Regions from separate parts of the Mus musculus genome. Here regions 2, 3, 4, 5, 6 and 7 are each linked to region 1. The links are chromatin contacts, called in public HiChIP or PLAC-seq and promoter capture Hi-C maps. All regions are on one chromosome and are shown on one strand. Each heading gives the region's core, a stretch centred on a gene start, on an enhancer-like site or on the middle of the called end of the contact. The rest is flanking DNA. Distances are from core to core; before and after follow the strand shown. Region 1 holds the start of Ift22 (intraflagellar transport 22). Region 2 holds the start of Ywhag (tyrosine 3-monooxygenase/tryptophan 5-monooxygenase activation protein, gamma polypeptide). Region 3 holds the start of Dtx2 (deltex 2, E3 ubiquitin ligase). Region 4 holds the start of Upk3b (uroplakin 3B). Region 5 holds the start of Tsc22d4 (TSC22 domain family, member 4). Region 6 holds the start of Rasa4 (RAS p21 protein activator 4). Region 7 holds the start of Prkrip1 (Prkr interacting protein 1 (IL11 inducible)).

Region 1 (3,214 bases), core at 518-3,017:
GAGCTCCAAGTTCAATAAGAGACTTAGGAGGAGGAGGAGGGAGAGGAGGGGAAGGAGGAGGAAGAGGAGGAGGAGAAGGGTAGAAATTGATAGGGAAATATACAAAGCCAACCTCTGTCCTCCACAGGATCACAGAGAGACACGCACATGCATATATGCACACTACTCTATAGGAATTTACCTGGTAAGGGGAAACACACTGTGTAGTTTCTCTCTCATCTGAAAAGGAAACTTGAGGTGCGAAAGGGCAAGCAGTCCCATCTCTGAATATATGCTGCCCAATGACCTGACACCAACTTCTCCTACAGCTCGGGCCGGGGACCTAAGTGTGTTTCATGCCGAAAGTCAGAGGCAGGAACACAAAGTTCCCTTCAAATTTTCCAGGTTGTTGTAAAGAAATAATTTTCCTGAGGGGGTCTCTTGTCTTTTGAAACTTTTAAATTTTTTTTCTTTTTTCTTTTTTATTTATTTATTTATTATATGTAAGTACACTATAGCTGTCTTCAGACACTCCAGAAGAGGGAGTCAGATCTTGTTACGGATGGTTGTGAGCCACCATGTGGTTGCTGGGATTTGAACTCTGGACCTTCGGAAAAGCAGTCGGGTGCTCTTACCCACTGAGCCATCTCACCAGCCCTAAATTTTTTTTTTCAATGCATGCGAAAGAATGTATGTAATACATTGCCACTCTGGAACAAGAGCAATAAAATTAACCACCCGCGATTAATATAATGGTGCTTAAAAGTATGAAAGCCGGGGCTGGGGAGATGGCTCGGAGTTTAAAGCACTGACTGCTCTCAGAGGAGCCCCGACTTTGGTTTCCAGCATCCATTTTGGGCAACTGAACTTCCATAACTCTAGCTCCAGGGCACTTCCTTCTGGCTTCCACAACCACCTGCACTTTTGTATACGTGTGTGTATGTGTGTGTGTGTGTGTGTGTCCACACGCGCGCGTAGGTTTTGATTTTTTTTTTTTTTTTTTTTTTTGTTTTTAATATGAAAAAACTCAGAGAATGACCGAAATGTCAAAAGAACACACACACTGGTTTGGAGAAGCTTCTCCGCCGCCAAGAACAATCTCAGCATCAAAATAAATAATGACAGGGCTGCAAAGTGACTCATCAGGTAACGGCCGGAACCACCAAGCCTGAAATGGTGGTGGGAGAAGAAAACTGAGTCCTATGGCTTGTCCTCTGATCTTCACATATGTATCATGGCGGACACACATACACGCAGATAGATGATGATTGATTGATAGATATAACCTTTTAAATTGAAAAAAAAGTTGGGAGTCGAGAGTGGTGACACATGCCTTCAATGGTATTAAAGTTGGGGGGGCAAAGGCAGGTGGATATCTTTGAGTTTGAGGCCAGCAGGTCTACATGCGAGTTGGACTGGGGATATGGTGTCAATGACAGAGCGCTTTCCTAGGATTGATGACCACCTGAGTTCAATCTCCAGCATCCACCGCGGAAATAAAAGAAAACCAAAATCACAGTACTGTTTTCCAGGCAAGTTTAGCAGCTCCCTTAATCTATGGAGCGTTCAGGAAGACCGGGAGAAATAAAGCAGGTTGGAGCCTGGCTCTTGTACCCCTTCCAGAACGCTCAGGTTGCAGTTAGCAGGACCAGCTTTGCCTTTTCTCTTTTGGTCCTCCTCAGCTTCCATCGTAGGCCACTTTTCCAGGCTCCCGGAACTGTCAGGGTTTCCTGGGCTACTGCGCAGCTGTTCCCGGTCGCCGTGGAAACTGACCAGCCAATCAGAGCATGCGGCCCAGACTGGCGGACGCGGCGGGGAGCTTAGCGCGCTTTGGTGGTGGGCTTCCGCGGGTTCGTGTTAACGGACAGCGATGCTGAAGGCTAAGATCCTCTTCGTGGGCCCCTGCGAGGTAACTCAGGGCTCGGGGGCTCCCTAGAACTGGGGTTGTTCTCAGGAGGTGCAACTTTGTACCAGCAACCCCACTGAGGGCGGCAGCTGGCGCTACCGTGACCAGGCCTTCATCCAGTTCACCCCTCCCAAGTAGTGGAGGAGAATATTGAGGTACCCAGGTCTCAAGGGCAGCGGAAATAAGGGGCGCCTCATGACTTCCCCTCCGAACCTTCCGTGCAAAAGGAATGTGTCCATGAGATTAGAAAACTAGATATTTTCAATATAGGGACTTGGAGCAAGTGGTTATTAATATGAGGAAGTCACTCTATATGTGATTCACCGAATTAAAGTTCAGATGGACCGAAACTAAACATGCAAATAAGTTAACTGTAGAAGGAAGCTGGGTGCAGTGTCCCATGCCTGTAATAATACCAGGACTCAGCAGGCAGTGGAGGAGTGATCACAAGTTTAAGGCCAGCCTGGGCTATGTATTGAGTTCTGGGACAGCCTGAGCTACAATGTGACATGTCTCCGATAACAAAATTAGATAGATAGATAGATAGATAGATAGATAGATAGATAGTAGAATTCGGGAATTACCTACATGGTTAAAGTTCAAATCCTTGGGTCCCAGCTCAGAAGGTTAGCTTAATAATGTGATCTTCATCTGAGGTTATTGGCTGATGGACCAAACATGAGAACCAATGTACATTCATAGGTGACTATATGGTGAAGATATGTTTTTAATCCTAAGTTAGGAGGCTGGGGTAGAGCTGGGTGATAGGATGTTTGCCTAGCATACAGGAATCCCGGGGTTCAATCCTCTTCATATAAAACATTCATGGTGGTACATGCCTCAGTTTCAGGGTTTGGAAGGTAGAGAGGCACGATGATTGACAGTTCAAGGCCACAGCCCGGGCTACAATAGCAAGTCTGAAGCCGGCCTGGGATACGTGAAACCTGTCAGAGAAAGAAGTTGCTAAGTATGCACAGAAGCAAAGGAGGATTGAGCCATGTGTGGCGCAGGCCTGACACCTCAGCATACAAGACACTCAGGGTTGCCACAAGTTTGAGACCAGTCTGGACCATATAGGAGTGTTGAGTCTAGCCTGGGGCAGAGAGGAGGAGAAGGCTTAAAAGAAAGGAGGGGCTGGAAAGACAGCTTGGTGACTAAGAACACATACTGCTCTCGCAGAGAGAGCTGAGTTCGGTTTCCAGAACCCACGCCAGCTGGCTCACAATTGCCTTTAGGTTCCAGTGCCAGGAGACCTGACACCTCTGGCCTCTGTGGGTACAGGCACTCAATATGCACAGACCCTCACACGGCCTGGACATAATGGTGCGT
Region 2 (3,214 bases), core at 254-2,753, 970 kb before region 1:
TGGCAAACTGGTCCCCAATTCATTAATAAATTGAGAGTAACTGACAAAATGGTGCAACTAGTTAGGATTTTGCATCTCAGACAAAAATGCGACAGTATTCCCTTCTCGTCAGAACGAGGATACATTAGGTCAGAAGAAAAAAAGCCTCGGATACATTTAACAAAAAAAAAAAAAATTCTTTTAAAAAGACTTTTTCCCCTTTAAAATAAATCCTCCCAGCCTCCACCCAGTCTAGGCTCTCTGCAATATGACAAATGCAGAATCTTCTGGAATGACTTGATACTGCCTCCCACCACCGCTTTGTTTGCAGTATCAGATCAGACAGAATATTTTTTTACACTCAAACGAATTTCTGCAGACTCGTGCCTGCAATTAAAAGAGAAACTGCATATCTCAGTCAGTTAACATTCAAAGGCATTATAGTTAACCCTTTGAAATGGAAAATAAATAAAATGAAAAATGAAGATGCTATATAGAGGGCCATGAATGGGAATGCCAGCAACACACATATCCCTCCCTTCCTAACAGACTTGCTTTGGGGAATGGTTAAAAGGAAGCCTTTTGTTAAAAAAAAAAAAAACAAAAAAAAAAACGTGAGAAAGGTGGTTTCGATTTTACATCATTGAGGCTGGGTTTTTTTTTCTTTTTTCTTTTAGGAGAGGGGGTCCTACATTTTTTTTCTTCCCGAAACGTCTTTAAAGGATGTGTCAGTGGGAAAGATTGGGGGGGGGGGTGATGGAGTGGGGAGGCGGCAAACTGGGAGACCTGCTGAGTGAATGGGGAAGGCGCCGCCCAGACACCAGGGAGAGAAAGAGGAACCGCATCCATGCGGTCCCCCCGCCCCCACGCCTAAACTGGGAGGAGGGGAAGTGGGGCACAAAGGATGCGCACGGCCCCCAACTCAGGTCTCTGGACATTCAGGGTCACAGAGAGACCCCCACCCCACAGCAGAAACCAGCCACGCAAGACCCCGCCCCAGCCCCGAACTCGGAGAGGCTGGGAAAGAGGCCGCGTCACCACTCGGGTGCATGAGCCCCCGTCCCCAACCCCTCCAAGGAGTGAGATGGAGAGGTGACCCTATAGTCGTGACAAGACAACATGCCCCTGGAGCATGCCTTCCACGCCGAGGAACGCGGTGTCGGGAGAGGCTGGGGCGAGGCAGGGGGGAGGGGAGGAGACACTCACGTTCTTCATGGCCGCGGCCATATCGTCGTAGCGCTCCGCCTGCTCGGCCAGCCGGGCTTTCTGCACCAGTTGCTCGCGGTCCACCATCTTCACAGGGCTGAAGAGGATCGGCTGGAAAGAAGGAAACCGAAGACCGCCTTGAAGGGCTTCAGGAAAAGAGAGGAGCGGCTTGGAGCTCGTGTGTCGGAGGGACCGACCCACGAAGCAAGCTACTGAGACGAGGAGGAGAAGGAGGCGGCACGAGCTGCGACCGCGGGACCCGGCGCAAGGAGGCTGCGGCTCCAATGCGTGCCGCGGGCGGACAACCCCCTGCGGTCCCGCCCACACGGGTGACGTAAAAGTCACCGCCTACTCGCGCATGCGCGCGCCCCGCCCGGTCCCGCCCGGTCCTGCATTTACTGGGCTTCTCTTCTACTGGAACATTCGCGGTGGCTCTTTGCGATTTTCTCAGTGTATCCCCAGTACTACACTGCTCCCTAATGTGCCCCTTTCTTCACTTTACCGTAAATCCTCAGCTTCATCAAACCCACCTCTCCTTGCCCCCTGGGGGCCTCTCCCCCCCCCTTTTTTTTTTTTTTTTTTTTTTTTTTGCATAGCTTCTGGCGCGTGACCTCCTGGGAATTGTAGTTTGACCTGCAGCAAGCTGAATTACAGAGCAGACCAAGGACAAAGGGGTGGTGGAGACTACATCTCCCAGTGGGCATTGCGCGCAGGCAGAGGCGGACCGGATGGGGGGCAGGGTCTAACCCGCAGCCGCTGGGGACCCCTGGCGGGGAAGCAGTCTACACTAGCCTAAGCGAGTGCTGATTCACGGCCTCGCCCCATAGCCTCTGGGCAGTTGGAAGGAAAGAAAAGGTCAAGGCCTTAGATCTGGACTCTCTGAAACTGAAGTAACTGGTCATGGTGGAGGGGTAGGGGAAAAACACGAATATAAAGTAGGCAGAAGAAGTACAGACACCGTAAATCCAAACTGCCCAACCACCACCATGGAAAAGATGGAAAAGGTGAACCTGTCCTAGAGATGGCCGCGTGAATGATGCAACCCTTGGACAACTGTCTAACACACACCCACCATGGTTGCAGTCTCCAGTGATGCACTTTAACATCGGACTTAACTGGATGAAATCATAGAATGACACATATCCGCCCGGTATATTGCCTATTTTCCCTAAATGGTGTAGCTGCCTGCAGACTGACCCTGGGGGACTCCCTTCTTCCTCTCCAGTGAACTGGACCAACGCCTGCCTGAACGCACACCCGCTATAGTTTTGACTGCGTATTTTATTTTCATTGTGTTTTTATGAGTTGTTTGGTTTGAAGTAGGGTCTTACACTTCTTAAGGTGACTCTAGACGAAGTTCTGGAATTATAGGCATGCACCAACACAATGGCCTTGACTGTAGAGTTTTGCTTCATCCATTCAACACGTTGAGCACCGGCCCAGTTCCAATGACTTTGTACATTAGCACACAACAATACACAAAGCAGACAAAGCACTCGGCTCAAAAAAAAAAAAAAAAAAAAAAAAAGGAGACAACTGTTTGAACCCACAACAAGCAGCTGACTAACTTTTAACATACCAAAGTGAACCTGGCCTCCAGGTTCTCCAGGCCAGCTGGGGCACAGGGGGAGGGGCTGCCCTTTGCCCAGGGGCTCTTCCCTATATAATCCAGACTTTTTGTTTACCCACCCCTTGTTTTGCTCCTTTTGTACCTTTGGCTTCCTGGCTGGTTCCCCTTTCTTCATGGTTCAGGGTCATGACCACTCTGGACTCTTCCAGATGTGTCTGCGTCTGGCTATGCCTCTTTTATATCTTTTTTTTTTTTCCCCGAGACAGGGTTTCTCTGTGTAGCCATGGCTGTCCTGGAACTCACTCTGTAGACCAGGTTGGCCTCGAACCCAGAAATCTGCCTGCCTCTGCCTCCCAAGTGCTGGGATTAAAGGCATGCGCTGCCACCTTGCCCCTTTTTTACCTGTAATAAACTCTCTCCTTAGCCGTACCTTAGGACCACTCATATCCTTTCCTTTCT
Region 3 (3,214 bases), core at 222-2,721, 910 kb before region 1:
CCCTGGGTAACCCCCCCCCCCCCCCCCCCCGCTCCCCCTGCCTGGTCCTCCTCTATAGCTGGGAACAACAGTACACACCTGCAATCTCAGAAGGTGAGACAGGGGGATTAGTAGTTGCAGGCCATCTCTGAAGCCAGGTGCTAAGACACCCTGTCTCCAAAACAAATAAACAAAAAATCCCCCTACTTCCACTAGGAGGGACTTATGTAGAGCTTTTGGGGACAGACACGTTTTCTTTGGGCTGTGAAGTCATTAAGATCTTTCTGGCTGTATAGATTATACGTGGGTCCTTGGTGGCTACCATCGGCACTAGGAAATGCCAGGTGCCATCCATTCATCAGAAATAATGAGCAAAGCAGCTGTGTCTTATCAGACTGTCCCTCTGCAGTGTCAGATGGAGACCAATTAGCAGAGGCAGGAAGCAACACAATTCTGCCTTTCCAAGCAAAACAGTAGCAAGCACCCCTGCTCCTCAGTGACACTGCTGAGGCCAGGCCTCCTTGACTTCTCTAGCTGTGTTCATCTTTTCTGCTTGGTGAGCCGGGAGCAGGTTCTGGGAATGGAACAGGCTCTGTGAAGTGGAATTTTAAGGACTTCTTTTGCAAATCCAGGGTCTTCTGCCTACTCGATAGATAAGTGCTCTACCACTGAGCCAGGCCAACTTAAGCCAAGGTTTAACTTTTTTTTTTGTTTTTTGTTTTTTGTTTGTTTGTTTGTTTTTCGAGACAGGGTTTCTCTGTGTAGCCCTGGCTGTCCTGGAACTCACTTTGTAGACCAGGCTGGCCTCGAACTCAGAAATCTGCCTGCCTCTGCCTCCTGAGTGCTGGGATTAAAGGCATGCGCCACCACGCCCGGCTTAACATTTTTTAATAGATTCTTTTCTTATTTAAAAATTTTAAATCTATGTTTTTAAAGACTGTGCTTGTAAGCTCAGCAATTAGGAAGCAGAGGCAGGAGGTTCAAGAGTTTAAGAGCAGCCTAGGCTTACATCACAAATTCAAAGCCACTCCGAGGTACATGAGATCCTGGACCCCTTCCACCCCTACAAGTGGACTCTTATAGCTGGGGATTAATTAGTAGTAGAACACTTGTCTACTGTGCTTGCATTAACTTTGATCCTCAACACCACAAAAGGAAAAATCAGGGTTGGCGATAGGGCTCAGAGGGTAAAGGCATTTGCTGACAAGCCTGACACCTTGAGTTCGATCCGTGGAACCCACGTGAAGGTGGACACGGAGAACGGACTCCTAAAGTTGTTCTTTGACCTCTGTAAGTACACCCCCCTCCAGAATATACACACATAATAAAAAGAAATATAAAAATTATTAAAAATCAAATGCATCAGTGATTAGCGAGGGAGTAAGTCAGTAGGAGAAAGAGAAGGCTGGGTACATTTATATCTGCTGGTGTGCTTTGGTTCAGCCCACTCAGCTTCATCAGAACTACATTTCCCAGAAGGCACTGCGTGAGGTGGACATGCGCAGCGCGGTGCTTGGAGGCTGCGACGCCGAGTTTCACTCCGGCTGCCTCCGGCTCGGAGTCGGAGACATACTCGAGGGTTCTTCCCAGGCCGAGCCGGAGCTGAGCCCGGAGGTCGGCGGTCCTCTCAACCTGTTCCTTCTGCTTCCCTCAGACTCGGTGAGCGGGACGGGCGGGCCACCTGCTGGCGCCCAGCCTGGGGTCCCGAGGGTGGGTGGGTGGGTTGAGGAGAGGGGGCTATTGAGCCAAGCTGAGACCGGAAGGGGGCGGTCGTGCGAGGAGGGAGGGCCGTGCCGGCGGGATGGGTGAGTCCTGGGGGCGTTGGGAGCCCTGGGCACCTCGGTACCAGGGTCCTGGAGGCGGGAAGTCGCAGTTGGGACGCTCTGAGCGTTGGGGACTGGGCTGGGTGTGGTAAGAGCCCTATTTTTTGCAGAGACAGGGGTCGCATCCCTGGCAGTTTGAGTCCTACAGGACCTGGAAGAGCAGTGAGGCTATTGCTACCCTGGCTCCCTGAGGGGTCAGTTTCAGTCCTGGAGCGTTTGTGTGTGTGTGGGGGCGTTACATCCAGGCGATAGGGATCCACCACTGTCTGAGAGAGTTGGACTTTGGAGGCGTTTGCCTTTCCATTCTCGGTCTGTGTCAGACTGGGTCTCTGGGGCACTTTGGGGTGTCTCTGTTTTGAAGCTCCGCTTTTCATCCTATCCCTCACACAGCTGCAGGGTTGCCCGCGTTAGCTTTGCCTCCACAGTGGCATGAATGGGAATGTGTTCACAGGCAAGACCTTTAATGAACTCTCTTTTCTCCGTGCCGTCTTAGCCCCTTTAAAATTCTAGAGAGCCCAGCAATGTGTTGCACATTTATAATCCCAGTATTTGGGAGACAAAGGTTTGCGGGTAGCTAAAGCTTGCCTGTGCTTCATCACAAGATACTATATTACATCCCTCTCACTCCCCAAAAGAGTGCTAGCCAGGTGTGGTGATTTATGACTGTAATTTCAGCACTTGTGAGGCAGAAGCTGGAGACTCAGGAGTTCCAGTCCAGCCCTAAGCTATATACTGTGGCCCCTGCTTAAAACAAAACAAAACAAAAAAACCCCCAACAACCCAAAAGTAACAGTTCTGTGATGTAGAGTTCCCAGTAGCCACGAGAATCAGGATTGACTTCAGTTGGTCAAGGTGTCAAGTCTCTTTGCTTATTTTCTGTGTGACTTTGGTCAAATTTTTATCCTCTCTGGTGTGTTGATTTCCTTCATGGACCATCCGTGGGACCGGTTTCTGAAGTCCTCACGCAGACTTTTCTGAGAAAGGGTTTAATTGAGTGGGCTGAGAAAGACTGTCCCTAGCTTCTGCTCCCTGCCCAAGCTGTTGGAAAATAAGCCTGGTAATTTCCAGTTGCCAGCCACAGCACACGGGACCCAACATCTGTGCGCTCATTTTCTCTTGCCGATTCTTCACTGAAGACTTAATCATCTTTTTGGCAAAGGTACCTCGGAATCGGTGTGGCTGAGTCAGCAAGGCCTCAGATTTGCCGGGTTCTTGTTTGCTGTTCCTATCAAGATGGGAGCTCAGACAAGTTATTGCTTCTGAGGATCTGGTGCTTTCATCAAGAAGGGACAGTTTGGTGCCAGCTCTTCAGTGAAGAGGAGGTGAGAGCCGCGGGGAAGTTAACCTTGCAGCTTTTGAAATCTGGTGTTCCAAGGAGAAGGTGGGTGTGGACCCTGAAGGGAGATGGCTCA
Region 4 (3,214 bases), core at 474-2,973, 870 kb before region 1:
TAGGGCTGTAGAGAATTTGCCTGGAATACCCTAATGAACAGCTCAGGGGTGACTCAGCAGTAGTGTTTGCCTAGAGTCCCCCAGTGAGGGGCTAAGGGTGTGGCTCAGTGGTAGAGCCCCTGCCTAGAATCCCCCAGGGAGGGGCTGGGGTGAGGCTCAGTGGTAGAGCCCCTGACTAGAATCCCCCAGGGAGGGGTTGGAGGCGTGTGTGTGTGTGTGTGTGTGTGTGTGTGTGTGTGTGTGTGTGTGTGTGTATGTGTGTTAGTTTGAATGAGAATTCCCCCATAGGCTCATATGTTTGAATACTTGGTCCCTATTTGGTAGAACTGTTTGGGAAGGGTTAGGAGGTGTGGCCTTGTTGGAGAAAGTGTGTCACTAGGGGTGGACTTTGGAGTTTTTAAAGCCATTTCCAGTGTTTTCTTTCTATCTCCTACTTGAGGATCAGTATGTGAGCTTTTGCGTATTTCTACTGCCACGCCATTGCTCCACCATCATGGACTCTAACCCTCCAAACAGCAAGCCCAACTAAATGCTTCTTTTATAAGTCGCCTTGGGCATGGTGTTTTGTCATAGCAATGGAAAGGTGACTACATCAGCATGGATGCAAGGAACTGTGTACCAACCAGGTCTTCAATAACAAACAAAAAAGGCACATTCATGCTGCTGTAGTAGTGCACACATGAATCCCAGAATTTGGAAAAAGGTGGCAAGAAGATCATGAGTTCAAGGCCAGCCTGGACTACACAGCAAGAATTCCTAGTTGGCCAGAGATTCTTAGCAAGATCTGTTTGAAAAGCATACACACACACAGGGTCACTGGTCTGTGGGTCTTATAGCGGGTGTGTGTGTGTGTGTGTGTGTGTGTGTGTGTGTGTGTGTGTGTGTGTTTGGTTGCCAGGTTGCTTGCAGAAGCTAGCAGTGCCTATCTGTGATCACAGGGGCATCAAAAGTTCAAAGACTGCCAGGCAGAGAGAGACACACGCCTTTAATCCCAACATTTGGGAGGCAGAGGCAGGTGGACCTTTGAGTTCAAGGCCAGCCTGGTCTACAGAGTGAGTTCCAGGACAGTCGGGGCTACACAGAGAAACCCTGTCTGGAAAAACCAAAAAAGGAAAAAAGAAAAAAAAAAAAAAGAGTTCAAAAGTCATCTTCTGTTATATAGTGAGTTTGAGGCTAGTCTGTACTACATGGGAACCTGTCTCAAAAACAGACAAACAAACTTAAAACGACATAGAATAAGACTCGTAGGGTTAGCACTCAGGAGACAGAGGCAGGCAGATTTCTGAGTTCGAGGCCAGCCTGGTCTACAAAGTGAGTTCCAGGACAGCCAAGGCTACACAGAGAAACTCTGTCTCGACAAAACAAAACAAAACAAACAAACAAAAAGGACTTGTAGGGTTTGTATAAACAAAATGTTTGTCAGTCACCAAAGGCTGTCCCGTCCTTTCGGAGGACTAGTGCTTCCACTGGAGAAGGAACGGACATTCCGAGCTGGGGAAGACATATCTCCTTGGGCACAGGCTACATGGAGGGCAGGCAGTGTCTGGGAGCTGCTTTGGGGCTGGACTAGGTCAGGGCCAGCCTACCACACAGGCTCTCCCCTCTCCTCACTTCCTGGATAAGGATGGATGGCCAGAGGGTGGCTCCTGGCACCCAGAGTTCAGGAATCCTAGGCATGTGGTTCTGGGCCCAGATAGAGGAGGGGAGTCTCCCTCCCAGGGCCAGGGAGTAAGGTGGTACCACAATTTAGACATCAGCTTTGGGATGGAGGTGACTGGGGGGTCACGTGAAGGCCAACCCTAAATGGCTCCTCTCCCTTAGTTCTGGAGTGGGGCCCCTGTTCAGGAGCCCACTGAGCCCCTCCCTGGGGTGGGCTGGGAGCAGGGAGGGGTGAGCTCATAGGTTCAGGTCTTTCCTGTTCTCCTGGCAGTCCAAGTGACCAGCAACTGTAGGCCAGAGGTGTCGGAGGTGGGGTGAGACAGGACCAGCCCCTAAGCCTGGTCAGGCCTGATCAAGTGCTGTGGCAGTCATGGTGCGAACGCGGTGGCAGCCTCACCCTCCGCCGCCCCTGCTTCTCCTGGTGCTCGTGTGGCTCCCCCAAAGCCTGAGTCTAGGTGAGTGGAGCTCTTGCAATGGATGCCCTTAGCCAAACCTAGGGTTCTGGGAACCTATTACACCTCCTGGACCGAGAGAATCGGGGAGGGGAGGGGGAGCCCCACAGAACAGCAGTGCTTATCTCGATTCTCACCTTTGTCCCCCATGGCTATAGACCTGATTGCCTACGTGCCGCAGATAACAGCCTGGGACCTGGAAGGGAAGATCACAGCCACTACATTCTCTCTGGAGCAGCCTCGGTGCGTCTTTGATGAGCATGTCTCAACTAAGGACACCATCTGGCTAGTGGTGGCTTTCAGCAATGGTGCGTGCTGAGGACTTGGGGTCTTGGGGTGAGGGCATGGGCTGAGAAGAGATACCCGAGGATCTGGGTGGATGGTAACATTGACCTTGTCTCTGGGTGTGAGGGTCAGGACTGTAGATTAGATTAGCCAGGGATGTGTTGAGCACAAGGTGGGCAAAGCCTGTCCTTTTTTTTTTTTTTTTTTTGAGACAGGGTCTGCTGTAGCCCAGGTGACCTTAAACTTCTGAGCTTACTGCCTCCACCTTCCAATTGCTGGGACGGTGGGCATGCACAACCATGCCAGTCCATGTGGTACCAGGGATAGAGGCCAGGGTTTATGCATTGCTAGGCAAGTACAACCTTCCTAATGCTGACGCCCCTTCAACGCAGTTCCTCATGCTGTGGTGACCCCCACCCCAACAAAAAAATTATTTCATTGCTATTTCATAACTGTAATTTTGCTACCAATACGAATTTTTAATGTAAATATCTCATGTGTGATCCTGAGTTGTTGGAGCCCCGATGGGGATCGAGACCCATTATGTCACCTGGGGAAGTGGGGTCACGCCCTCTGCAGATCGCTTCCTGGGACAGAAGCAGTCCGCTGCTCTCTATTCCTTTAAAATAACTGTCTTGCACTTGCTTATTTATTGTATGTAGCAGTCCAGACGTGATCGTGGGCAATTCAGAGGACAGCTTGAGGGAGTCAGGTCTCTCCTTCCAACCTGTGGGTCCTGGGGATCAAACGTAGGTCGGCAGATTTGGCCACAAGCGCCTATCTTATTAATAGACCTAACAGGGCCACAGCCTGCTCTT
Region 5 (3,214 bases), core at 405-2,904, 840 kb after region 1:
AGGAAAATTAATTAGAACCTATTTCCTTCCAAACCCATGAGTGACACCAGATGCTGCCTTTAGATCCTGCTTTGGCTGAAAGATTCTTGCCCAGAATGCCAGTATGGGTGCCAAGAAAGAAAAATGGCAGTTGGGAGTTCGCTTTTTTTCTTGCCAGTTGCAGAATAGACCCTTTATGTGTGTGCAGATTCTCCTTCATAATGATGAAGGGATAATATGGGACAGGTGGGAGAGGGCTGGAGATGGGAAAGAGCTGGTCTGTAGCCAGCTGGGATTGGTTCTCAGGTATACGCACGGGGTAGTTGTGTGGACATGGGTGTGTGTCCAAGCACTTGGGGAAGCAGAAGTGAGCAACTTCATCTTCCCATCTACCTAAGTGTTTATATGAGGGACAAAGATGAGAAGGTAGCAATGCCTGTTCTGGGCTGAGGAGTGGCTCAGCAGGTAAAAGTTCTTGCTACTCAAGCATGAGGACCTGAGTTCAAATCTTCAGTAGCCACATGAGAAGCCAGGCATAACCATGTGTGCCTATAACCTCAGTGTTGTGGAGAATAGATGTAGAATTATTGGGGCTTGCTGGATGCCTACCAAGCTATGCATTCAATGAGAGACCCTGAGTAGGACACCCAGTGTGGTCCTGTGGCTAACAAACACACACAAGTGTGTGCAACTACTCATTCATGTGCACACACACGCCACACACATGTCTACCCTACCACCAACAGCCTTCTTGGATAGTTTGCTTTCTCCAATTTTCCCTTTTTAAGAGAGGGAAACACCGTATCAGAGATTTGATTTCATATACTGGAGCAGGAGCAGGATAGACAGGATGGCTCAGTGGGTAAAGGGCCTTACCACCAAACCGGATGGTTGGCACTATTCCATCCTTGGACCCACATAGTGGAAGAGAAAACTGACTCCTTCAAGTTGACCTCCAGATCTACACATACATACATTCACAGTAAAAAAAAAAAAAAAAAAAAAAAAAAAAAAAAAAAATTCAAATATTGCAGCAAAATCCGAGAAAAGATATTGGAGGAATAAAACACGTTTGGGTACAGCTGATACTTGTTACAAGTCCATGATGGCGTGTATGGGCGTTCATTCTCCTAGTTCCTCTACTTTAGGGCATGTTTGAAAATTTTCATAGCCGCTCGCTTTTGAAAACAGAGTGGGGAAAGGAGTTTCTCGTGAATTTACGGTGAAAACCAGAGACGCTGTGACAAATCACAGCCAGTGGGTCACATTGACTATGTATTTATGGACAGTCAGGTACCCAGAACATGTCTGGCACGTTCCTTGAGACTCTTTTGGAGAACCTGCAAAAGCCTACAAGTAAGGGAATCCCTGGCCTCCCGCAGGCTCCTCCTCTTTTTCTCCGCCCTCATGCCCCTCCCTCCGAGGAAGAGTTGCCTGGAACCTGGCAGGTGTAGGGTTAAAGCAACCAGTTTGGGACCCGCAGCGGCAGAAGCTGCAGCAGCAACAGCAGCAGCTACAGCAGCAACTGTAGGCTGCGGCTGCGGCTGCGGCTGTGGCAGGCCTGGCTCCGGGCCAGCTGGCAGGGAGCCTTAGGAGGGAGGAGGGAGGAGGGAGGAGGAAGAGGGGAAGGAGGAGGAGAGGAGCAGTGAGCAGGCCCGAGAAGGCAGGACTTCCTGGTGTGGGGGTTGTCAACAGCCCAGAAAGAGAGCCAGAGACCCAGACCGAGACGGAGCGGAGCTGAGGAGCTGAGAGATACATCCAGTGGGGCCACGTGGGAGGAGCCTTGAGAGAGAGCCACTCAAGGGACTGGAGCCAGCGGGGGGCTGAGCCGCCCCCTCCCACAGCAACAGGGAAGACCCGTGGAGTGTTAACCGAGGCTGCGCCTGGGCTCCCCCGTGGAAGCGCTGGTTTCTTCTCGTCTCAACTGCAAACTTTCCACCGAGATGCCTCGCAGAGTGAGATGCGGACGCCAGAGAACACTGGGTAGCCCTTGATTGCTGCCTGCCGTGGCCTGCTCTAGGCCGCCTTAGGATTTAAAAAAAAAAGAGAGAGAGAGAGAGAGAGAGATCTTAGTCCCCCAGGTCTTCTCTCCAGCTCAGCTCGGTGGCCGAGGCCCGAGAGGTAGGTAGTTCTCCCGGGCTGGGCGGGGCGCTTGGCTTGGCGGGCAGTGCCTAACCAGCGATGGGGGAACTGGAATGGGGGTGGGGTGGGCTTGAGGCCCGGCAGAGGCCTCAGGGTGGCCCTTTCAGGGGAGGAGCCGATTCACCCCTGTGCCCCTGGCCATGGAGATACGTGTTGGGGACGAGTTTGGATCTCAAGCATGAAATGTCCAACTTTGGGTCCCAGCTGCTTCTTCCTGTTGTGGGTGTTCTGAATTCTGTCCCCTCTGCTCCGGTCTGTCATTTCTACTTGTCTCTGGGTCTCTAGTGGCTTTCTTCTTCCTCCCTCCAGTCGGCTCCCCCGAGAGGAAGCCCCGGAGGTGGTTTGGCCCCTGCTTTTTCTTTTGCTCACGTACACACACTCTCGCTCACTTTCTGTCTCTTTCTTTTTCCAGTTTGCAAGCTCAGCTTTGGGGTTTCAGCGGCGACAGCAGCAGGAAAAACCTGCCCCTGCCCCCCCCTCCTGCCACCTCCCCTCTGTACTCCAGTCACTAACCAGGCACCCCCAAGTTCCCACAAGGCCCTCCTGCCATGTCGGACCCAGACGTCCCCAGGGGCCCCGATGTCCCTGCCATGTGGCCCCCTTGTTCCAGAGGTGCCTGAGCCCCTCTCCAGGAGCCCAGCCCCTCCCCCACCCGAGCCCAGTCCGGAGCCCCAGGGACCATGAGTGGTGGTAAGAAGAAAAGTAGTTTTCAGATCACCAGCGTCACCACGGACTATGAGGGCCCAGGAAGCCCAGGGGCTTCGGATTCCCCTGTCCCACCGGCTCTCGCTGGGCCCCCGCCCCGCCTCCCCAATGGGGACCCCAACCCTGATCCAGGGGGCAGGGGCACCCCCCGGAATGGCTCTCCGCCACCTGGAGCCCCTGCCTCCCGTTTCCGGGTGGTGAAGCTGCCCCAAGGTTTGGGAGAGCCTTATCGTCGAGGTCGGTGGACGTGTGTGGATGTTTACGAGAGAGATCTGGAGCCTCCAAGCTTCGGTCGGCTTCTGGAGGGCATTCGAGGGGCCTCTGGAGGCACCGGAGGCAGATCATTGGATTCTAGGTTGGAGCTGGCTAGTTTGGGCATAAGCACCCC
Region 6 (3,214 bases), core at 499-2,998, 820 kb before region 1:
ATCTTTTTTTTTTAAGATCTATTTATTATATTATATGTAAGTACACTGTAGCTGTCTTCAGACACACCACAAGAGGGCATCAGATCTCATTATGGATGGTTGTGAGCCATCATGTGGTTGCTGGGATTTGAACTCATGACCTTCAGAAGAGCAGTTGGTGCTCTTAACCACTGAGCCATCTCTCCAGCCCGATCTTATAGTCTTTAAGTAACATACAAACAATAATTCCTTGGGGGTACTTTTGGCTATTTTATTTTAGTAGAGAGTGAGATCCCCATCAGAGACTAACAAAGCTTGGTGTTTTTGCCGAGGACCAGAGTTTGGTTCCAAGCACCTACAGTAGGTGGCTCCAATTTCAGGGGGAATCTGATACCCTCTTCTGGCCTCCAGAGGTACTGCATATGTGCACATAGCATAATAAAATCTGGTGGAGTGGTGCTGATGACGCACCCCTTAATTCCCAGCACTTGGAGAGGCAGAGGCGAGGGGAATCTCTGTGAGTTTGAAGTCAGCCTGGTTTATAGAGTTCCAGGACAGTCAGGGTTACTCAAAGAAACCCTGTGTCAAAAAAAAAAAAAAATCTGTATGTATGTCTGTATCCCCAATGGAATCTTATTTTGGGGTAAAGAAGAATAAAATGATGTCACTCGTAGCAGAATTTTTGACCAGGACACTCAAGGACCTAGGTTTGGTCACCAGTATGGGCAGCGATGGCGGGCTGGAATGCAGATCTAGGGCTAGGTAAGTATGGTTCACTTGCTAAACTGCTTTGCAAGCAGAAGAATCACTCGTTCCCAGGACTAATGGATAGCTGGGCATGGTGTTGAACTCTTGTAAAGAACTCCAGAAGTGGGCAAGATGGAGAAAGGTGGATCCTGGAGTCTCACTGGCCAGCCAGTCTAGACTACTGGGGAGGTTTCAAGCCAATGAGAGACCTTGTGTCTTACAAGGTGGGGCAGAGGAGATGGGTCAGTAGAAAGACTCCTGCCCAAGTCTGATAATCTGAATTTGATCCCTGGGACCCATTTGGTGAAAGTAAAGAAAAGATTCTTGCGGGTGTCCTCTGATTTCCACTTGGGACCACAACATGTAAGCCACACCCTAATCAATCAGCCAATAAAAAACAAAAATTTTAAAAAGGTAGCCAGAGCCTGGAGGTGGTGGTGCAGGCTTTTAATCCCAACACTTGGGAGGCAGAGACAAGTGAATCTTTGTATTCGAGCCCAGCCTGGTCTGTAGAGAGAGTTCTAGGACAGCTAGGGCTACACAGAAAAACCCTGTCTCAAAAATAAATAAATAAACAAATAAATAAATGGTGGACGGATCTTGAAGAATGAAATCGGAGGGTGATCTCTGGCCTCTACCTGCACACCTGAACACACACGAAACCACAATACAAACACGCCCCAAACAATCCTGTTTTCCAGATTTGATGTCCTCAAACTTTCCCAACTGCCTGAGTCTTCACATCTTTCCAGGTCTGTCACAGACAAGTTACTCCCAGCGTGCGGCCATTAATGGATTTGCAGCTATGCTGCACACCCAGGTCCCTCCGTGAGCCTGGGCTCTCTCTCTGAGAATCGAGAGCACCAGGAGGGATCCTGGTGGTGGAAGAATCTCCGGGTGCCAGCAGCTACACTTCGGGGCAGGCCCCGCCCGCCCTCCCTTCCAGGTGGCCAATGAGGGACGCAAGCCGCATAGGCCGCGCCCATTCTGGGCATCCAGGACGCTGATTGGTCCTTCCATGCAGTGTCTCCCCGCCCCCGCAGGAGGGGCGGGGAGGGGTGAATGGAGTAGCGGAGATCCCTCAGCCCCAGCGCTCCCCTCTCTGGCCTCCGCACCCGCCTGCCTGCAGCGCCACTCGCACTGTTCCCCCTCCTTACCCCGAGAGGGGACCCATGAGTCCGAACCCCTCCCCGCCAGGCCTCCACGTCGCCGACCCGCAATGGCCAAGCGCAGTTCGCTGTCCATCCGAATCGTAGAAGGGAAAAATCTGCCCGCCAAGGACATGTGAGTAGTGGGTACGGGTGGTGGCCACCCCAACTTTGATGGGATCCCCTTTTATATACTTGACCTTTGCGGGGGGTCCTTAGGGCTTCCCCACAAGGAGAGCAGCGGAGAGGATGTGGCGTGTACAGCCACGGAGGGGGACTGGCTACGAAAATGGGGACAGCGAGATTTGCTGTGAATACCTGACAGAGTGGAGGGGCAAGCTAGAGGCGGAGGGCTAGAGACAAGGGAGGGGCTTCTCCACCTGGGAACAGCAGGAAGCCAGGGCTCATAGGGGGGCAGGAGTTTTAAAAGACTGAAACTGGCACTGGGATGGCATCGCAAGAACTGCCCAGGGTGTGGCTGAAAGGGGCGGAGTGTCCCCCCCTCTCTCTGTAGTTTGGGAGTCCATAACAACCCCAAGAGTTGTCCGCCGGACTTGTTCGCTATTCGCTATTCATTTGGGCAAGGCATGCAGGTGTGAAAAGTGGGGGTGGGGGTGTAGGTCAAGGGGACAGGAGGGATGCATAGAGGCAGGATTTAGAGTCTCCCTTGACTTTGCCGGGCCTCTCCCTTTAATCGCTCCCTGCAAGGCATTTCTCCTCGGACCACTTTACAGATTAGAAAACCGATGCCGACAGACAGGAAATGTTAGCTGGTGGTGTCAAAGCAAGGTCGTGAATCTAGGGCTCCTAAAATGCATTACCGTCCTTCATAAAGCTTCCTCTAATCCATCGCCAGATTTGGGGAGCTTTCGGACACCCCTTTGTCACACTGTTTTTAGTGAGTTCCCGAGGTCAACTGCGTGACTCCTAGAACGTGTCTCGTGGCTTTCTTATGTCCTCATTTGCAAAGATTCAGTTTCCCTTTCTGGACCCAAGTGCTTGAAATCCTAGTGTCGGGGAGAAGCCACGATCATAAAACCGAAGAAAGGGCGGGGCAGAGGCCTAGGGTTCAAAGTGCGCTCCGGGTCCCGGTGGGTTTCCTGGCTACAGAGAACTGAGAATTGGGGAGGTGTGTGTGTGTGTGTGTGTGTGTGTGTGTGTGTGTGTGTGTTCATCTCTCCGGCGGGCAGGCGGGCTCTCCCAGCACTCTCAGTGCCAGGAGCGGTTCCAGTTCAAGGCCCCCTGGGCCTGAAGAGGCCAGCTCAGCAGTTGCCATGGCAATGGGGAGGGAGGAGGGTGGGCTGACTTAAGGTGGGTTTCTGTGCATAAAGGGAGGAGGG
Region 7 (3,214 bases), core at 205-2,704, 710 kb before region 1:
GACAAGAAAAGAAAATAGTGTTTCATATTTCCCCTTAAAAACTATAAACCCGGGGCTGGTGAGATAGCTCAGTGGGTAAGAGCACCCGACTGCTTTTCCAAAGGTCCGGAGTTCAAATCCCAGCAACCACATGGTGGCTCACAACCATCCTTAACAAGATCTGACTCTCTCTTCTGGAGTGTCTGAAGACAGCGACAGTGTACTTACATATAATAAATAAATCTTTAAAAAAAAAACAAAACAAAAACTATAAACCCCTGACACCCATAAGAGACATTACCCATGACATCTCGGACAAATTCTGGAGGCGCTCGAGGAGCCCATTCATTCATTTTCTCTGGAATTGGAACTGCTTTGTCCTGGAACAGTTAAACAGAAAAGCATCTATGAACATACACTTGCTGAGGAAGGTACATCCCGTTTGACGATCTCAACTGAGCACGCTTCTCAAATCTGGAGCTGACTGAGTGTAGTTCTGCTGCCCTGGCCTTACTTCATCCACTACACCATGGGGTCTAACGTGGGCCAAAGTTCTCCTGCGCTAAACAAGTCTGGAATCTACGTCACTAAGAGACGAGCCAACCTCTTCTAGTCAAAGATATGAGCTGTCTGTTTTACGAGGCCCATTGAAGAGGTAAAGAGTGATGTGGTCCAAATTTGGCGTCCAATGCTTCTTTAATAATGGCTGCTATTTGGAGTTGTACACTTTTGCTAAGACATCGATTCTGGGTTTTGTTGGTTTCTGAGATAGGTCTCACTGTCTAGCTGATCTGAAACTCACTACGTAGACCACGCTCGCCTCGAATTTGTAGCAAACTTCTGGGGTCAGCCACCAGAGTGCTGGGATAGCAGGTGTGCACCACCATACCCAGCTCCCACCGCTTTGGTTCATATATTAAAATAGAAAGGGCTGTGAAGCAATACTGAATAGTAGCGCAGGGCTGTCATCCCAGCTCGTAGGGAAGATAAGGTAAGAGGAGCCGGGATGCGAGGAGCCCGGATGCGAGGTCTGCCTATCTTACAAAGCCGATTCGGTACGGAACGTGGACAGCACGAGCAACGCCATGATACCGCAAACAGCAAACTAAGAAAAAGGAGGGTGTGGAGGGCTGGGCAGCGCCTTCGTGCAGCTACGCTGTAGGACAAGAACAGGAGCGAGGCTCCCTCCACGGGGCCGCCCTCTCCGCCCCAGGGTTGCTCTAGGGGGACTGAATGTAGCCTTGCTCGGTCTGGCGGCGGGGTGAAGGGACTGCGCCTCGGCCCACTTCCACTCACCGGGTTCTTCATGAGCCGCTCCAGCTTGAGCTTCTGCTCCTCGGCCGCATTCTTGGGGATGACCAGCGTCTGCGGCTCTTTCTTGGGCCTGGGCGGTCTCACAGAAGCGGCAGCAGGACTCGCCATAGCCGCTCTCCTACTCCTTTACGAAAGCTGCCGGCGGCCGCTCGTATTGATGACGACAGAAGAGCGCGCCAACCGCGCACGCGCACTCTCAAACCCCCGGGGGGAGGGGCGCTCTCCTGAGGCGCATGCGCACTCTCTCCTCGGAGGTACGAGGCAGTCCTAAGCAGCTTGCTTGAATATTCATGAACGCGAGGTCAGTGTGGTTTATTTTGATCATAGCACTTTAATTTCATTTCCTGTTTCAAAACAAATCAGGGCTGCCTGATTCTCACATCCGGAGAGGAAGAGACGGCCTTTAGTGATGATGAGTGGGCTGGCCCCAGGCGACGTCTCAGGTCCCCAAGGACTTCGCACAGCTTGCTCTGGGACTCTTGGCACGTCCCTCCCAGTTTCGCTCGCTCCTGGGCTTTGTCTTTTTTTTCCGTTTCTTTTTTATCTATTCTACTTTCTCCCTACCCCACTCTCTCTTCCTCCTCCTCCTCTTCTCTCCCCTTCTCCGCCCTCTCCATATCGTCTCCTTCCCTCCCTCTTTTCCTTCCTTCCTTTCCTTTCCTTTTTTTTTTTTTTTTTTTTTTTTTTTTTGTTTTTTTGTTTGTTTGTCTTGTTTTTCAACACAGAGTTTCTCTGTATATCTCTGTCCTGGAACTTGGTTTGTAGACCAGGCTGTCTTCGAACTCTCGGAGATCCGCCAGCCTCTCACACCCCGATTCCTATAATAATCTTATAATCTCCTTTGTAACTGAACTCTTAAGACAGACCCGATCTCCTTGGCCACGCTGAAAGTACAGCGCCACCAGTCGAGCCTGAGTATGTGAGTCTGTTTTAGAATAAAGGAAGTTGCCATTCCAATCTACCTGACGAGGAATTAACTTCAAGTCTTTCACTTGAAGGTGAAAGTAATGGAGAATGATGGAACTGCGGCCTTCTGGTGGTGGAGTGTTTTGTTGACCATGCGTGAGGCACTGAAGTAGCTCCCTATAGTAAAAGATGTTAAGAGCCAGCAGTGGTGGTGCAGGCCTGTAATCTCAGCACCCAGGGAGTTACAGGCAGATGGATCCCTGAGTTCAAGGCCATCCTGGTCTGTAGAGAGAGAGTTCCAGGACAGCCAGAACTACACAGAGAAAGCCAGTCTCAAAAAACAAACAACAAAAAAACAAGCAACAACAAAACAAGCAACAACAAAAACCCAAGATGGTAACAGTAACATCTTGTAGGCAAGGAAACTGAAACAAGTCCTTTATTAGAAGAAGCTTATTAGAATGAAAGGGCCTCAAAGCTGACTGTTGCTGGAGATGGAGGGAGAACAATAGACAGTACAGTATATGGATCTCTGAACGTGGTGGGGCCTTAAAGGGAGCAAGAGGCTTCCCTTTGGAACCTGGAGAGGAGCTTCATTAAAACTGGAAGGAAGGCCGGGCAGTGGTGGCACACGCCTTTACTCCCAGCACTCCGGAGGCAGAGGCAGGCAGATTTCTGAGTTTGAGGCCAGCCTGGTCTACAGAGTGAGTTCCAGGACAGCCAGGGCTACACAGAGAAACACTGTCTGGAAAAAAAGAAAAAAGAAAAAAACAAAACTGTGAAGAAGAGAAAGGAGAGAAGTCAGAAGAGGTAGTGTGTGGGGTACAGAGGAGCCTCTTCAGAAATCCAGGATAATCTTGCAGCAATCCCCCCCCCCACACCCAGGAGTGACCAAATTCCCAGAACATAGGAAGGGGCTTTTTTGGTAACTCTTTAGGGGCAGCACAAAGTTTCTCACCATATGGTTTAGTTCAGCACAGTGAATATGACACAAAACACAGAAGGGCAAGATGCC

What was found. Promoter capture Hi-C pulls out the DNA fragments that hold promoters and counts their contacts. HiChIP or PLAC-seq counts read pairs in DNA pulled down with a chosen protein or histone mark.
Region 2: a contact with region 1 is called in a promoter capture Hi-C map of pre-B cells, with 5 times the contacts expected there. The contact joins the promoter of Ywhag here to the promoter of Ift22 in region 1. A contact is called at or near these places in 2 of 39 promoter capture datasets (cranial neural crest and pre-B cells) and 3 of 115 datasets of contacts at active chromatin or transcription factors (astrocytes, large pre-B cells and memory CD8 T cells).
Region 3: a contact with region 1 is called in a promoter capture Hi-C map of pre-B cells, with 5 times the contacts expected there. The contact joins the promoter of Dtx2 here to the promoter of Ift22 in region 1. A contact is called at or near these places in 2 of 39 promoter capture datasets (embryonic stem cells and pre-B cells), 4 of 115 datasets of contacts at active chromatin or transcription factors (bone marrow-derived macrophages, craniofacial prominence, large pre-B cells and 1 more) and 1 of 9 other capture datasets (liver).
Region 4: a contact with region 1 is called in a promoter capture Hi-C map of liver, with 2.7 times the contacts expected there. The contact joins the promoter of Upk3b here to the promoter of Ift22 in region 1. A contact is called at or near these places in 2 of 39 promoter capture datasets (both in liver), 1 of 15 datasets of contacts at CTCF or cohesin (large pre-B cells) and 1 of 115 datasets of contacts at active chromatin or transcription factors (large pre-B cells).
Region 5: a promoter capture Hi-C map of liver shows a contact between it and region 1, with 2.1 times the contacts expected there. The contact joins the promoter of Tsc22d4 here to the promoter of Ift22 in region 1. A contact is called at or near these places in 2 of 39 promoter capture datasets (liver and maxillary cranial neural crest) and 2 of 115 datasets of contacts at active chromatin or transcription factors (embryonic stem cells and pro-B cells).
Region 6: a contact with region 1 is called in an H3K4me3 HiChIP or PLAC-seq map of bone marrow-derived macrophages, with 4 times the contacts expected there. The contact joins the promoter of Rasa4 here to the promoter of Ift22 in region 1. A contact is called at or near these places in 3 of 115 datasets of contacts at active chromatin or transcription factors (astrocytes, bone marrow-derived macrophages and large pre-B cells) and 2 of 9 other capture datasets (adipose tissue and liver).
Region 7: a promoter capture Hi-C map of embryonic stem cells shows a contact between it and region 1, with 4 times the contacts expected there. The contact joins the promoter of Prkrip1 here to the promoter of Ift22 in region 1. A contact is called at or near these places in 2 of 39 promoter capture datasets (embryonic stem cells and hippocampal neurons), 1 of 15 datasets of contacts at CTCF or cohesin (large pre-B cells), 1 of 484 Hi-C or Micro-C datasets (double positive thymocytes), 9 of 115 datasets of contacts at active chromatin or transcription factors (the 230-238 cell line, the SCID.adh cell line, astrocytes and 4 more) and 2 of 9 other capture datasets (adipose tissue and liver).

The regions. Positions count from the first base shown.
Region 1 is chr5:136,906,383-136,909,596 of GRCm38.p6, forward strand. It overlaps Ift22 (intraflagellar transport 22), which reads left to right and starts at 1,768. Exons shown (of 5, transcript NM_026073.3): 1 at 1,768-1,888. The coding sequence starts at 1,850.
Region 2 is chr5:135,933,138-135,936,351 of GRCm38.p6, forward strand. It overlaps Ywhag (tyrosine 3-monooxygenase/tryptophan 5-monooxygenase activation protein, gamma polypeptide), which reads right to left and starts at 1,504. Exons shown (of 2, transcript NM_018871.3): 1 at 1,186-1,504. The coding sequence starts at 1,272. Gm40346 (a long non-coding RNA gene) reads right to left here and starts at 1,179. Exons shown (of 2, transcript XR_868594.2): 1 at 1-1,179.
Region 3 is chr5:135,993,329-135,996,542 of GRCm38.p6, forward strand. It overlaps Dtx2 (deltex 2, E3 ubiquitin ligase), which reads left to right and starts at 1,472. Exons shown (of 11, transcript NM_001256096.1): 1 at 1,472-1,638; 2 at 2,962-3,124.
Region 4 is chr5:136,036,773-136,039,986 of GRCm38.p6, forward strand. Upk3b (uroplakin 3B) reads left to right here and starts at 1,724. Exons shown (of 6, transcript NM_175309.4): 1 at 1,724-2,114; 2 at 2,270-2,419. The coding sequence starts at 2,030.
Region 5 is chr5:137,744,315-137,747,528 of GRCm38.p6, forward strand. It overlaps Tsc22d4 (TSC22 domain family, member 4), which reads left to right and starts at 1,655. Exons shown (of 5, transcript NM_023910.6): 1 at 1,655-2,100; 2 at 2,534-3,214. The coding sequence starts at 2,802.
Region 6 is chr5:136,082,168-136,085,381 of GRCm38.p6, forward strand. Rasa4 (RAS p21 protein activator 4) reads left to right here and starts at 1,749. Exons shown (of 21, transcript NM_133914.3): 1 at 1,749-2,010. The coding sequence starts at 1,946.
Region 7 is chr5:136,197,500-136,200,713 of GRCm38.p6, forward strand. Prkrip1 (Prkr interacting protein 1 (IL11 inducible)) reads right to left here and starts at 1,455. Exons shown (of 6, transcript NM_025774.3): 1 at 1,276-1,455; 2 at 281-359. The coding sequence starts at 1,401.